2 separate regions of the Oryctolagus cuniculus genome follow, and region 2 is linked to region 1. Evidence: chromatin contacts called from public Hi-C data. All regions are on one chromosome and are shown on one strand. The core of a region is the stretch at or near the end of the contact, and the rest is flanking DNA. Distances in the headings are between cores, read along the strand shown.

The links. Hi-C and Micro-C count contacts between places; a contact is called where the count stands out from the background.
Region 2: a Hi-C map of embryonic fibroblasts shows a contact between it and region 1, with 8 times the contacts expected there. The contact joins the enhancer-like site here to the promoter of SLC25A51 in region 1. A contact is called at or near these places in 5 of 6 Hi-C or Micro-C datasets (ear pinna, embryonic fibroblasts, liver and 2 more).

Annotation. Positions count from the first base shown.
Region 1 is chr1:200,723,226-200,727,478 of mOryCun1.1, reverse strand. SLC25A51 (solute carrier family 25 member 51) reads left to right here and starts at 2,295. Exons shown (of 4, transcript XM_051843849.2): 1 at 2,295-2,315.
Region 2 is chr1:201,068,929-201,073,181 of mOryCun1.1, reverse strand. No RefSeq gene overlaps it. Among named protein-coding and RNA genes, the nearest start is that of ALDH1B1, 22 kb to the left of the region's middle. Within about 2 kb of position 2,506, at least 1 of the 8 cell types and tissues checked has an H3K27ac peak or open chromatin away from gene starts, as enhancers often do.

The DNA.
Region 1 (4,253 bases), core at 1,046-3,545:
AGCTTAACCTGCTGCACCACAATGCCCTCCACTGGGGATCTTTTTTTTTTTTTTTTTAATGAAACTTCTAGAACCCAGATACCAGGTCCTTGACTCCCATCTGTCATGTGCACCTGAGCCACCTGGTGAGCCATTAACCCCCCGCGTGGCTCCCTGGGGCCAGGAGGCCACGTATCTAAGAGCTCCCGGGTAACACAGGCCTGTGTTGCCAAGCGGGTCCAGGTGACTCTTATCTTCAGGTAAGGACATGGGGAGGAAAGGACGTGGGGCTGTCAGTCTCAGCCTCCGCACACCCGGGGCGTGGGGAGGGCTTTTACACAGCCTCTGCCCGACCCCACCGCCAACCCATTCAACCAGAATCTCCAAGGGCAGGGGGACTGCTAGGGCTCTTATGGCTTTTGCAGATGATTCTAAGATCAAACAGGGCTGAGTTATTAGCATTAAAACAAATGAAGGGGAGGCAGTGTTGTGGTGCAGCAGGTTGGAGCGCCACCAGCCCCATATCCCCCAGTCCTGGCTGCTCCACTTCTGATCCAGATCCCTGCTGATGCACCTGGGAAAGCAACAGAAGACGGCCCAAGTGCCTGGGCCCTTGCACCTGCGTGGGAGACCTGGAAGAAGCTCCTGGCTCTTTGCTTTGGCCTGGCCCATCCCCAGTATTACGGCCATTTGGAGAGTGAACCAGCAGATGGAAGACCTCTCTCAATAAATAAGTTTTTTTTTTTTTTTTAATGAATGGGAGAAGACAGGCCATCTCACAGGCTTGTGAGGGGGTACCTTGACCTCAGTTATGCGTGTTACATACAGGTGGCTTTCAAAGAATTCTTGGAAAATGTCTGAAAAAAAAAAAAACCGGATGATTTCCGTTTTTGCAGAAAATACGTTTATATTTGAATTCTGTTTTCCCACCAACTGTGTGAAAGGCCCTGGTCTCCAGAGGCAGGGTAGTTGCCAGATCAAAACAGTTTTGCAAATGAGCCCAGGAGAAAGGGAGGCAGTCCTGGAGGGCACAGAGCAGCCCCGGCACAGGGCACAAGTCCAGGTCCTGGGGGCGGGGGGCTCCGCAGCGTGGGCCAGTGAGGTCAGCAGTGACGAGGGGCCTCCGCTGGAGCCGAGCACCCGAGGGCCAACAGGACGTGATCAGGAAGCAAGCAGGCCTCCCAGCACAGAGGACAGACTGTGCAGCGTGCGGGGGCGTGCGCCAAAGCGTGCAAGCAAGCTCACGAAAGGAAACCCACAGCCACAGCCACAGCACAGCAGCAGTGCTGGCCCGGGAGGGAACCGGGGGTGTGACGCAGAAATGCGTAGGGGATTGCGGAGGCCCGGGAAGGGCGAGCCAGAGAGAGGGCACTGACCCCTCGTTGGGGTGACCACGGGTGACCTCTCCCTGGCAGAGCCATCTCGCAGTAGCTGAGGTTGCCTGGCAGCGTGCACACGGCTGTTCTCGTGGGCGTTAAAGGCCCGTGGAGGCTGAGGGCGCCAGATAACTTTCTAGAAAGCTTTGTGGGCGGTGGGGAGCAGAGAGTGCCTGCACAAACAGACCTTAAGACGCCCACCTCAGTTCAGTCCCCACCCAGCTCCCAATCCCAGCTTCCCGCTAGTGCTCTTTCCGGGAGGGTTCCCGCCCCCCAGGGAGGAAGACCTGGGCTGAGCTCCGGTTCCTGGCTCAGACTGCGAGCGCCTCGGCCATGGCCAGCCTTTGAGGAGCGACCAGCCAGATGGGAACCTGTTCTCCCCGCCTCCCCGAGAATCCACAGCCCTGCTTTCAACAGCGCTGCACTGCACAGCCGTTCCATTTAAGCAAACATCTCCCAGGGACCTCTTTTCGGGGGCAAGCCCTGAATTGGAGAGCCAGGGAGCGGTCAGACAGCACCCCCTTCCGGGAGCAGCCAGTGGGAAAGACACCTTCCTGAGCGATTATAACATAAGGCAGGCTGTCGGGAGAGCCGCACAAGTCGTGCCGCCGGAAGGCGGAGACAAGAGCGGCCAATTTTGCCGGCGGAGATCAGGGAAGACTTCTAGGAGGACGTAGCAGTAGGACCAGGAAAGCGAAGACTGGATGGGAAAGGGGAAAACAGAATTAAGGAATACAAAGATGTGCAAAACATTGGGAGACTGCTCCGGGCTGCTGGACGGGCTGGCAGGGGAACAGCGACACAGGGCAGCGAGCCAAGCGGAGGGTTGTCGAGCTGGGGAGCGACAGGTGCACACGTGGCCCGGAGGATGTGACCTGCCGCCTGCCGGCCTATTTATGTTTCAGACAATGCCTGTGACTGGGGATTCGCACGAGACAGGCAAACACGCTCTTCAGAATGGTAAATGCCCTCTCCTCCGCTGTGTGGCCCTGGCGTCGTCTTGTAGAGGACACACTCTCTCCCTTGAGCACTAATTAGGCGCCAGGTGTCTGCCTCGGACAGTCCAAATTCCCAAAATCCACCCAGCCACCTGCCCTCCACCTGCTCGGGCGGGGGCTTCCTCTGCGTGCTCCTCCTCCTCCTCTTTGAAGCCACCTCTACTTTTCTCCCAAGTGGAAAAGCCCCTCGTGCTTCTGGGTTTTCTGTCTGGGGTCTTCGGAGCCTCCACGGGACCGGGACTGCGCCTGGCCCTCGGTAGGTCCCTTGGTAGCGTGCGCTGGCCGGGATTCAGGCTGTCTGGGCAGCCCCCCGGGCGGAACGCTCCTGGGGGAGGCGGCAGCCCCCAAGCCGTTCCCGGCAGGGGAAGTTACCCCCCGGGCCTGGTCTCAATCCGGTGAGCTTCCTGCATGGCTGCCCACAGCTGCTGCGCGCATTCCGGTTTGCAAACGACACGGAGAGCCACTGAGCAGGGCTAGGGGACACGGGCCACGCATGGATGTAGAGCTCGGGGACCGGTAGCCTGCCCACAGCCACTCCTGGAAGCGTCAGGACTGGGGCTCTGACCCAGGCTTCCTAATGCCAGGTGCACTGCTCCTTCCAACACCGCGCGAGTTGCCTCAAGTTCAAAGGGAAAAGGGTTTAGAAGGGATCGGTGTGTCCTAGGGCGCGCGTAGCCAAAGGTCCGGGATCCCCGAGCCCAGACCCCAGACACCTCGGAGGAGCCAACCCGGGCATTCTGCGGCGGTCGGCGCACGCGCCGCGACTCCGCGGGCAGGGCGCTAGAGAACGCGCTAGCTGTTTCTGGCACGCTGAGGCCACCGTACGGCATCCAGGATCCCGTGTGGTAGTTAGCGGGCCCCCGGAGCCTGACGCTGCGACCCTCTACCTGGCCCGGTGCAGTAGACAGCGACCCGAGGAGGCCTGCGTCTTCCTGCCACCCGCGGGCTCCGGGAGGCGGCGGGGGGCGGCGTTTGTCACGTGACCCGAAGGGCGCCGAGCGCGCCCCGCCCCACTGCCGGGGGGGGGTGGCTGAGGTCTGCGCATGCGCGCGTGCGGCAGGCTCGCCGGCTCGCTCGCGGTCCTGCGGGCGGGCGGCTGCGGGGCTTGGGGCCTGAGCGCCTGCGGCGATGGGTGAGTGCGGGGCCGAGCGTGAGGAAGCGCGGAGCTCCCCTCGGCCTCCGGGGGCAAGGCGAGGGCGGCCGCCCTCCGAGGCGGCCAGCGGGTCCTCCGCGCGCGCGCTGCGCCCCAGCGGCTCCCCAGGCCCGGCGGCTGCAGGCCCCGCCCGGGTCGGCGCGCGCGGGCTGGCCTGTGGGCCTCCGGGATGCAGGGCGGCGTCTCCGGCGGAGGAGGCTGAGCGTTCTTTGGGGCGCGCCCCGAGAACCGTCCGGGCGCGCCCCGAGAACCGCCCGGGCGGGGAGGGGCAGGCTCCTCGCGGAGTCCGCCTGCCCGGGCGTCCGGCCTGCGTCCCCGGGGACTCCTGGCTCCGGACCGTCGGAGACCGAAGGGGCGTTGGTGCTAGGGATCGGCTGCGACCTGCTGCCGCCTTGTCACCGACCGGGGAAGAGACGCCCCGAGAACGCGGGCTGTGCAGGGCTTTCCGGGGCGAGCGTGGCGGCGCACCAGCTGTGTGTACGCTCTGCCCAGCGGGTCTTCAGGCCCACCCGTGTCCCGCCTCTCTGTCGTCCGGGAAAGCCCGGGAAAGAGGGTGGTTCCCTCGCCAGGTCGAGCCTTCTTCGCGCTTGCTTTGTCCCGGAGCCGTTCCGGATCCCGCGTAGGCGCCTCGGAAATCCCTCGCGCATCACAAGGGAAATTAACCGCTGTTTACCTCGGAGAGGCGCTGATTCACCTGCTGCGGACGTGAGCTCCGAGTAGTGGACTTTGTGTTTGTGGCGGCAGAGA
Region 2 (4,253 bases), core at 1,257-3,756, 350 kb before region 1:
ATAGCTAGAGCTGGCCAGGCTGAAGCCAGGAGCCAGGAACTCCATCGGGGTCTCCTTATGTGGGTGGCAGGGACTCACGTACTTGGGCCAACATCCGCCGCCTGCCAGGGCGCACGTTAGCACAGACCTGGATCTGGGAGACGCAGTCCAGAAGTCAGAGCCACCTGCAAACACATCAACACTCCTGGACACAAAGACACAGCCACGCACACGTGCCCGCCTTCAGACACACGGACACACACAACCTCACAAAGCATCACGCAAGTGCAGAGAAGCTGAGCCTTGAACCAGCCACTCTGGTACAGGCTGCAGGTGTACCGAGGAGCAGCAGCTTAACCCACTCTGCCACAGTGCCCTCCCCTCCCAGGGACACGTTTCTGAGGCAATAGAACAGTTCTGTGTCCTGGTTATGTTGATGTTTACATGGCTAGAGAGAGAGAATTATACAACTCAATACCCCAAAGCATTTATTTTATTATACATAAGCTATATGTAAATAGCACCTCATTTTATTATAGATGAATAATTCCTCAACAACAACAAAAGAATTAAAAAAAAGCTGCCTGTGCTTCCGTTAAGACAATCCAGAAAAACAAAACTAAAGGGACATAGGATAGGCGTGGATTGCAGGCGCTGGGGTGGAGGGAGCAGGCTGACCACAGAGAGGCCGGAGGTCCCATCTGGGGGTGACGGGGACACTGGAGGTCTTCCAAAAGCTTGGGAAACTGGAACCATACATTCACTCAGTTTCCTCACAGCCTTGTGGAAATCTATCCTGTTGTGGGGGTTGTTATGAGACTGTCTACATTGCATAGAGCCACCCATCTATCTGAAATGGGGGGCTGTGCTGGGTGGGGCCCCATACACCGACTGTCACCAAGTCCTGATGCAGTCGACCGCCATGGCTGCTTGGGTCACCCGTGGCAGCCGTTCCACAAGGACGTCTGGGTATCTCAAAGCAAGGATTTACAGGTCTGGCCTCAGTGTTCTTGTCTGCAACATGGGCATGCAGCTCCTGCCTGCAACACTGTTCTTTAATGGCTTTGGAGTTTGACAATCCTGGGTTCGACATGCCCCAGCCCTTCCCAGCCATGACTCTGGGCCTGTTACAGACCTCGCCTGGCCTTCCTACCGCAGCCACGTCGGCAGCACCTGTCTAGTGCACCACTGAGAGCAACAGGCGAGGGAGGGCGATGGAGCCCACACAGCGACACGCAGAGCACAGGCGTCCCAGCGGGACGGCCGTAAGCTCAACTCCGATCACCCCAGACCTCCGGGACACAATGCTGGGAATGGCAGTGGTGGGGGCTGAGGAAGCCCCTGGGCGTCCACGTCCTAATGCCCAGTGCCTGTGAAGGTCTCCTTGGAGGCCACAGAGGCTTTGCAGGAGGGATTGAGCAAGGGCTCTTGGGGTGGGGGAGATGGTCCTGGCGTGTTCAGGTGGCCCCGGTGGAATCCCAGAGTCCTTAGAGCAGAGAGTCACTTCTCTGGGAAGTGTGTGTGCCTGAGCCCAGAGAATGACCCTTCCCTGTGTGCCAGGACAAAGCCCTGCTGAATCTGGGAGTGAACCAGACCCTGCCTCTCCCCGGCTTGGTTTTGTTCTGCGTGGGCCATGCTTTCCACCAATGCCCACTAGAGGGTGCTGTGCACATGTGTATGGGAGACGCTGCCCAGAAGTCAGAGCCACCTGCAAACACATCAACGCTCCTGGACACAAAGACACAGCCACGCACACGTGCCCGCCTTCAGACACACGGACACACACAACCTCACAAACCATCACACAAGCATGCACACGCCTGCACATGGCCACATATATGTCCTACACACCAGCCATGTGCATGTAGATACACAATCACATGGCCACAACACACACACACACACAATGAACTTAACAACATCCATGACAGATGCATTCAGATCCACACGCACACACACACGCACACGCACACACAAACAGACATGCCTGCAATTCCATGTAGGCAGACGAACACAGCCGAGCGTACATCCACAGAGACACAAGCCTGAACACACACACACATCCACACGTAAACGCACGTGTGCCCCTGGCCTGGGCCTTTGTCACTCACTTTCCCGGAAAAGGCTGTCCCTTGAGAGATGATTGACACTGGTGTTTTCTAAGGAAAACAATGGGAACGGCTGCTCCGTGATCCTAACGGAGTGTCCACCCCAGGCTGCCCAGAGCAGCCTTTTCAGAGCAGAATGGTCCCCGTGCTCTAGCAACGCAGAAAACCCGCACCTCGGTGTTGTCAGCGCTATGTTAATATACAGAAGGCGTGGGTGCCCTGAAAACCAGCTGGAGGAATTGCAATTAAAAAAAAATCAAGATAAACCAAAAAAAAAAAAATCACATGGAGCCGAAGAATAATACACGCACACACAAGTGCTTCCCTGTCGCCAAGGGCGAGCCGGAAACCGGGGCCCGTGCCAACGGCTGTCAGCTGGCCAGGCCTGGAAGTGTGCCTTCCACAAGACAAAGGCGAGAGAGACAGCGAGGGGGAGACCAGGCCGCGTGCGAACAGCCCATGGCACCTCTGCGGGAAGTCGGCAACAGCCACCAAACCCTGCCACACGGGCCAGCGTTCAGTAGGAGGGGCCCAGGGGGCTGGGTGGCCGTGCGGGGGGCTCCCCTCTGCCACCTGCGGATCCGGTGACCCCGGTGACCGCCTGCTCCCGGGCCTCGGTCTCCCCCTGCAGGGGAACAGCAAGGAAGTCACTTGCTCCAAAATGCCACTGCCAGCCCCCACCCCCACCCCGTTGCACGTCAGAGACCCCCCAGCCTCCCCTGGCCGCGAGGGGCTCGGCTTGCTTGTGCGTTTAGCAAAGTGCCCGCTCCGCCCGCCCGTCAGCCCGTCAGCCCCATCCCTCGAACAATAGCAGTGGAAGAGAGAGAAAGCTCTCATCAGGCAGCCGGGCGCAATTATCACGTCACGCGGAATGAATGTATTTTAAAATCTTTCCTGACAAGAAAATGTTCCAAGTAGGCACCTTCAAATTAGCTGGAAAATCCAGGAAATTTGCTCTGAGGCCTTCGCTGAAGACTCTTTATGCACCCCCACTGTGCCGGAGAAATTCCTGGGAGATTATTAATTCCTTCTCAGAGTCTGACCTTGGGCCTCCTGCTGGAATGGAACCGCCCCAGCTGTCTGTCTGCGCCGCAGCCCCCCCACAGCGGCCCCACACAGCCCATGTACCCTGTGCCCACCCCAACTACCGGGGCGCACCTGCCTGTCCATTGCTCAGACAGGTGAGCACTGGTGAGCTCCACCAGGCTGAGCGTCTGCTGGAGAGGCCGAGCCCACCCGGCTCCTGCCCCTGAAGGCAGAGGCCACCCACGGGGACACGTCACCCGCAGAACGATGGCAGTAGGGGCGCATGGAGCACAATTTGAGATCCTGTGCCTGTGAGACTTCATCTCTCTGACCCTTGCGTTCCTCACCTCCAAAATGTGGGAGGAGTGGGCATTGTGGCACCGTGGATTAAGCACTGCCTGGGAAGCCTTGCATCTCACACTGGTGCCGGTTCGAGTCCCAGCTGCTCCATTTCCAATCCCGCTCCCTGCTGATGGCCTGGGAAAGCAGGGGAAGATGGCCCAAGTGCTTGGGCCCCTGCACCCGTGTGGGAGACCTGAGTGGAGTTCCTGGCTCCTGCCTGTGGCTACCCCCAGCTCCAGCTGTTAGGGCCATCTGGGAAGTGAACCATCAGGTGCAAGATCTCTCTCTCTTTCTGCCTTCCAAGTAAATAAATTAATAAATCTTTTAAAACAAGTATAATGCGGGAGAAGGCACCTCACTCTTAAAGCTGTTGTAGGAGGGAGTCTCTCAGGACAAAACTGACCCACCTGTGGTCTCTGGTCTCGGGGCCCAGGCTGGTTTCTGACCTCTTCCCCACCAGCGGTCTTGAGTGTCTGCTGCCTGTTGCAGGTGGCTACACTTCGCAGTGATTGGCAGAAGCGATTTCTCTGGCCTGATGAGAAATGGCACACATGTGGCGCTACTTGGGACGCGGGACTGTGATGCTGAGATCTGGGGAGGCCAACCGCAAACTCTTGGTGGAGAAGAGACTGATTGGGGGAATCCGTTCCCAAACGAATGTCGAACAATCTGCTTTGCAGCTTCGTGTGGCTGTGGTTTGCGCAGGAGCAGATGGCTAAGGCAGATTTCTCATGGACTCACAGAATTTCGGGGCTACAGAGGGACTCGGAGGCCAGCTAGTTCTCGCTATACAAGTGG